Regions from separate parts of the Salmo salar genome. Here region 2 is linked to region 1. Evidence: chromatin contacts called from public Hi-C data. All regions are on one chromosome and are shown on one strand. Each heading gives the region's core, a stretch centred on a gene start, on an enhancer-like site or on the middle of the called end of the contact. The rest is flanking DNA. Distances are from core to core; before and after follow the strand shown. Region 1 holds the start of mrps26 (mitochondrial ribosomal protein S26). Region 2 holds the start of LOC106611469 (pantothenate kinase 3).

Evidence for each region. A called contact is a pair of places that touch in the nucleus more often than the background predicts.
Region 2: a contact with region 1 is called in a Hi-C map of muscle, with 5 times the contacts expected there. The contact joins the promoter of LOC106611469 here to the promoter of mrps26 in region 1. A contact is called at or near these places in 2 of 3 Hi-C or Micro-C datasets (gill and muscle).

Annotation. Positions count from the first base shown.
Region 1 is chrssa09:50,837,394-50,840,458 of Ssal_v3.1, forward strand. mrps26 (mitochondrial ribosomal protein S26) reads left to right here and starts at 1,761. Exons shown (of 4, transcript XM_014211690.2): 1 at 1,761-2,124. The coding sequence starts at 1,907.
Region 2 is chrssa09:51,003,480-51,006,482 of Ssal_v3.1, forward strand. LOC106611469 (pantothenate kinase 3) reads right to left here and starts at 1,571. Exons shown (of 9, transcript XM_014211702.2): 1 at 1,092-1,571; 2 at 1-37. The coding sequence starts at 1,377.

The DNA.
Region 1 (3,065 bases), core at 511-3,010:
TGCTCCTTAAAGTAATTAACTTTGGCCTTCTAGATAGCCTGAGTGCACTTATTTCTCATTTGCCTGAACGAGAGCCAGTCAGCCTGAGTATGCGTGTGCCGAGCCTTTCTCCAAATGCAATTCTTGAGGTGGAGTAACTGCAAGATCACGGTCAAACCAGGGGCTGAACCTGTTTTTAATTCTCATTTTCTTTATGGTGGCGTGTTTGTTAAAAATACCACTGAAAATATCAAAAAAGAAAGTCCAAGCGTCTTCGACAGAGGAGCTGATTCTATATCATTTTACAGAGGCCAGGTCATGAAGGAAGGCTTGCTCATGAAAGTTTTTTCAAGCGTCTATGACAAATCAGGACAGGTTGTTTCACTGAGCAGCCATTACGAACACAGGCTGTAAAACAGTGATCAATAAGGTCATTACATAAAACACCAGACTGATACCTAATCAGGATTATTTGTGAGGATAACATCGAGGAGAGAAGGCTCTTCTGGGTATTTGGAGTCATACCTTGTGGGATTGGTAAGAATCTGAGAAGTCCCATTGCTTTAGGACTTGGTCAGGTGGTTTAAGCATGTCCCAGTTTAGGTCACCTAGCAGGACAAATTCAGACTTAGTGTAAGGGGCCAGGAGAGAGCTTAGGGCAGGTAGGGTACAGGCCGGTGCTGATGGAGGACGATAGCACCCAGCAACAGTCAACAAAGAGCTATTTGAAAGTTGAATGCTTAAAACCAGCAAATCGTTTGGGGACAGACTCGGTGGAGACAACTGAGCACTGAAGGTGATCCTTGGTAAAGATTCCCACTCCACCACCTTTGGAAGATCTGTCTTGCCAAAAAAGGTTATAACCAGAAAGGTTAACATCAGTATTCAAAACACTCTTCCGTAATAATCACGTCTCAGTAATGATCAACACATCTGGATTGGAGCTGTGAACCCACACTTTCAATTGATCCATTTTAGTTAATAAGTTTATAGTGTTAACATGCAGAGTACCCAGGCTTTTACGAGAGCAGAAATCAGTGAAGCAGATATCAGAGCACCAGTCAGAATTGGGGCTAGCAACAGTAGATGGACCAGGGTGTACATGCACATTTCCAGATATCATCAACAGTAATACAATCAAGGCACGGCAGATAACAGGGAGAGCTCTGCAGTGCTGATTTATAACATCTGAATGTGCATTAGATGGCTAAACCTAATCTTTTAAATTAAGACCAAAAAGGTAATTTGTGTTTTCATAAATGTTTATGATTATAGACCATTTTGACGTTGTGGCTGTGCTTTTTAGTGGAAACCATTCAACCAAAGATGTGTATAACTAAGCCAAGATCGACCACAGCCTGTCGTTTCTAATGGCAGAAAATGTATAATAGTGGGCAGAGACAAGCATGAGCTAGCGAGTTAAGTTTGTGAAGTGTCCTTACACTCCTTAAAAACAACCTATTTCTGTTTTATTTTTGTAACGGGTAATGTCTACAAAAAAATATGTCCACTCTGTTCTTAACAGATTCTAGTTTTAGAAACAGAAAACTGTATTGAAATCAAATTTTTATCGATGAGAAAATGTGAAGAATATAGGGCCAAAATCCATTTTTTCCCCCACTTCAAGTAACTGGGCTTCCTCTCACTAACTTATTTGGTAATGAGTGGAAACGCGAACTAGATGCTTCACATTTATACATCCGGTGAAATATCTGTCTCATTGTTCTGTCTGAACTTCAACCTAGACATTGACCCGGAAGTTATTTACGTAACCTTGGTAATGCTTCCGGGATTTATTTTATCAACATGGCTGCTTCGTGAAGCCACTTGTATGTTTCCGCTAAATACATACACGCATTTTATTGATAGTTGTACGTAAATATTTGCGATTAAATTTTTAGAGTAAGTAGGTCGATTGTCAGTCAGTATGTTTCAAATTATTACCAGAAGTAACCCGGTAATCCGGCTTCTCGCCCCCCGTGGAGCCGTGCTTGTTGAGGCTGTCCGGGGTAGGAAGACCCGCACCGATCCAAAGGCCAAATCCAAAGAGGGGCGCATCAAAACGCCACCTCCCGTCGACCCGGTAGAGATGGTGGTCCTCAGGGAGAGATTCACCGAATATGACCTGATCATGAGAGCGCTGAGGTAAGACTAGACCAATGCACGTTTAATGTTTCAGACCAAAAATCTTTAAGATTCAATCTTAAGGTTACTGATAGCTAGTTGTGTATAAAAGTGAAATTGTCTGACTGATTAGTTTCAGTACTGATAATAAATAAGTAACGTTAGCTATTCAGTTATCCCATTCATAGCCATAAAGATAAATATGGTGTCATTTTGTTGGCATTAACTCCGCCATGGTTAGTAAACTAGACCCAAATTATTTTTTCACAGCAAGAGAGAAGTTGCCATATTTATACAATAAACACTTTTTTTCCATAACGTTATTGAGCCAATTAAGAATTCATATCATAGTAACTTGTAATGACGTTAGAATCAAAATGTGGGTTTCCTCAAAATGATTATTATTGCAAGATATGACATAATAAAGGAATTTTAAATGTGGCAAGAGAAAATATTATTTGCCCGTATTAAACTCGCCAGATCATTTTCCATCAATGGATGTCCGTTTAACTCGTCGACTGCTATGATTAAGCAATAAGGCACAAGGGGGTATGGTATATGGCCAATATACCACGGCTAAGGGCTGTTCTTATTCATGACGCAACGTGGGGTGCCTGGATACAGCCGTTAGCTGTGGTATATTGGCCATATACCACAATCCCCAGGGTGCATTATTGCTATTATAAACTGGTTACCAACATAATTAGAACAGTAAAGTACTTAAGTAAAAATACTTTCAAATACTACTTAAGTAGTTTTTGGGGGTATTTGTACTTTACTATTTAAATTTATGGCAACTTTTACTTCACTACATTCCTAAAGAAAATAATGTACTTTTTACTCCATACATTTTCCCTGACACCCAAAAGTACTCGTTACAGTTTGACAGGAAAGTGGTCCAATTTACACACTTATCAAGAGAACATCCCTGGTCATCTTTACTGCCACTGATCTGGCGGACT
Region 2 (3,003 bases), core at 321-2,820, 170 kb after region 1:
AGGGTGCCACCGATGTCCATCCCAAACCAGGGGAAGGCTGTAATAGTAGACACAGAGACCAAACAGAAAGAGAGGAGGAAACAAATCTTTGTTAATAATAATAATAAAAAAATGTCAGCAACAGTACATACAAATGGAGTTGCTGCATAGAGACAGGTCAGGAAGTGATTAGGAGGGAGGGTGAACAGCGAATCAAATGTCAACAACACACTACATACAGTAACACAATGACATCTAGTTAAGGTTTGGCATCAACTAACACTACAACATATATATAAAAAATGTCAACTGTTTCTTTAAAAAAATGTCGGGCAATCGTGACACAACAAAGCTTGTTGAACCATCTTCTTCAATACAATGCTAATAGATATGACAATAACAGTAGACCGCTGTGTGTATACACGGTCCTCCCACTAATAGCAGTGTGTACTGAGACGCCATCTTGTCTGCCTGCTGCTGAAAAACATTGAAGCTAAGCTAACAGGCTAGTTCACATTGTACAACTAGAAATGACAAGACCACAAGAGAAGACAGTCATTTACAGTTATCTGTTATGCTGCTCGTAAGCTAACATTAGCACGACAGTTATATATTATGCTACCCGTTAGCTAACATTAGCGCGATAGTTATCTATTATGCTAACATTAGCACGATAGTTATCTATTATGCTAACATTAACACGATAGTTATCTGTTATGCTGCCCGTTAACTAACATTAGCACAACAGTTATATTATGCTGCTCCGTAAACTAACATTAGCACGACAGTTATATATTATGCTACCCGTTAACACGACAGTTATATATTATGCTGCTCCGTAAGCTAACATTAGCACGATAGTTATGTTATGCTACCCGTTAGCTAACATTAGCGCAATAGTTATCTATTATGCTAACATTAACACGATAGTTATCTGTTATGCTGCCCGTTAGCTAACATTAACACGATAGTTATCTATTATGCTAACATTAACACGATAGGTATATATTATGCTGCTCCGTTATGCTAACATTAACACGATAGTTATATATTACGCTGCTCCGTTATGCTAACATTAACACGACAGGTAAAAGTTACTGTTCAAAACGTACGTGGTCTGATCTTTCTCAGAGAGTCAATCCTTTGCCTTGATGAATAGTTGGCTGTGGATGTGCGTCGTTCACCGGTGGCACCACCACTACTACTACTACTACTACTACTACTACTACTACTACTACCACCGGCCTTAGTCGTCTCCATGTTGTTACCGTCTAATCTAATTATATTACTCGACTCGTCACTCCTTGACCGCGACTGTTTCGGTGGAGGCTCCGTCGTCTCTTCGTTTCCCCCGGTCTCCGGTTCATTCTCGCCGTGGTGGCCATTCCGTTTTTCCATTGAATACAATATTTGAAGAATGACGTTTTGATATAAAAAATGTTGTATTAAATTGTGCGTTCCGACCTGAGATAATATCTAAAGCTGACAAGGTTGCTAAATAAAATGGATCTTGTTTGGTATAAAAAATAAAAAAAAAATTTTCTGCCAATGTTTTTGATGTCAGTTCGTTTTCACAACAAGATGTTGCAGGAACTTACGTAGCGATCCCTTCAAGAATGTTCCAGTCGGTCAAAGGGATAAAGTTTTTTTGTCAAAAGTATATCTATTTTTTTGGTTGAATTTTTAAGCTAACTCTTAAACCATTTTCATAACATTAACCTAATTATCCTGTTACGATCATTCGAAGTCCAAATCTGACATTTTTTTTTTTTTTTTTACAAAAGCTGTATCCCTTCTAGCCATGACTGTTCTAGTCATGTCATTGGACAGTATTGGTTCCGCGTTCAATAAAAGGCGGGGAATTCAACGCCAAGCGTTTACATTTAGGTCGTTTAGCACCGTGGTTCCCTACCGTTTTCGGTTAATGTACCACCAACTGAATTTTACATTTTAGTCATTTTAGCAGACGCTCTGATCCAGAGCGACTTACAGTAGTGAATGCATGCATACATTTTTTTTTGTAAATTGCTTTCGTCTTGTATTTTGCTTTCCCCTTCATGTGCATTTTCACCAAAGGGCTATGGTCTCATCAAGTATCCCCTATGGATAGGCCAAGTACCCCCCAGGAGTCCTAGGAACCACTGATTTAGCAGACACTCTTATGCAGAGCAATTTACAAGAGCAATTAGGGTTAAGTACCTTGCTCAAGGGCACAGAGAGAGATTTTACACCTAGTCAGCTCGGGGATTCAAACCAGCAACCTTTCAGTTATTGGCCCAACCGCTAGGCTACCTGCAACCCTCTTTAGGATAGATTTACAATGTACAGTTATTTTCACAACCTCTTGAGAGGAAATTGGTGAATTGATCACTGTTTAGACATAATTTATAGAATAGATAATGAAACTCTCATATCTATTGGGTGAAATAACACAGTGTACCATCACAGCAGAAAGATTTCAGACTTGTTGCCACAAGAAAAGGGCAATCATTGAAGAACGAACGCAATTGATTTATTTTCCCTTTTGCAGTTGAACTATTTGCACATTGTTACAACACTGTATATGACATTTGAAATGTCTCTATTCCTTTGGAACTTATGTGAGTGTAATGTTTACTGTTTACATTTTAGTAATTTAGCAGACACTCAGAGCGACTTACAGTAGTGAGTGCATACATTTCATACATTTTTTCCCCCATACTGGTCCCCCATGGGAATCGAACCCACAACCCTGGTGTTGCAAACACCATGCTCTACCAACTGAGCCACACAAGACCACACTGTTCATTTCATTTATTATCTATTTCACTTGTTCTGGCAATGTTAACATATGTTTTGCCTTTTTTATTTTTTTATTTAACTAGGCATGTCAGTTAAGAAAAAAATCTTATTTTACAATGACAGCCTAGGAACAGTGGGTTAACTGCCTTGTTCAGCAGCAGAACGACAGATTTTTTACCTTGTCAGCTCGGGGATTCGATCCAGCAACTTTTCGATTACTGGCCCAACGCACTTGGCTACCTA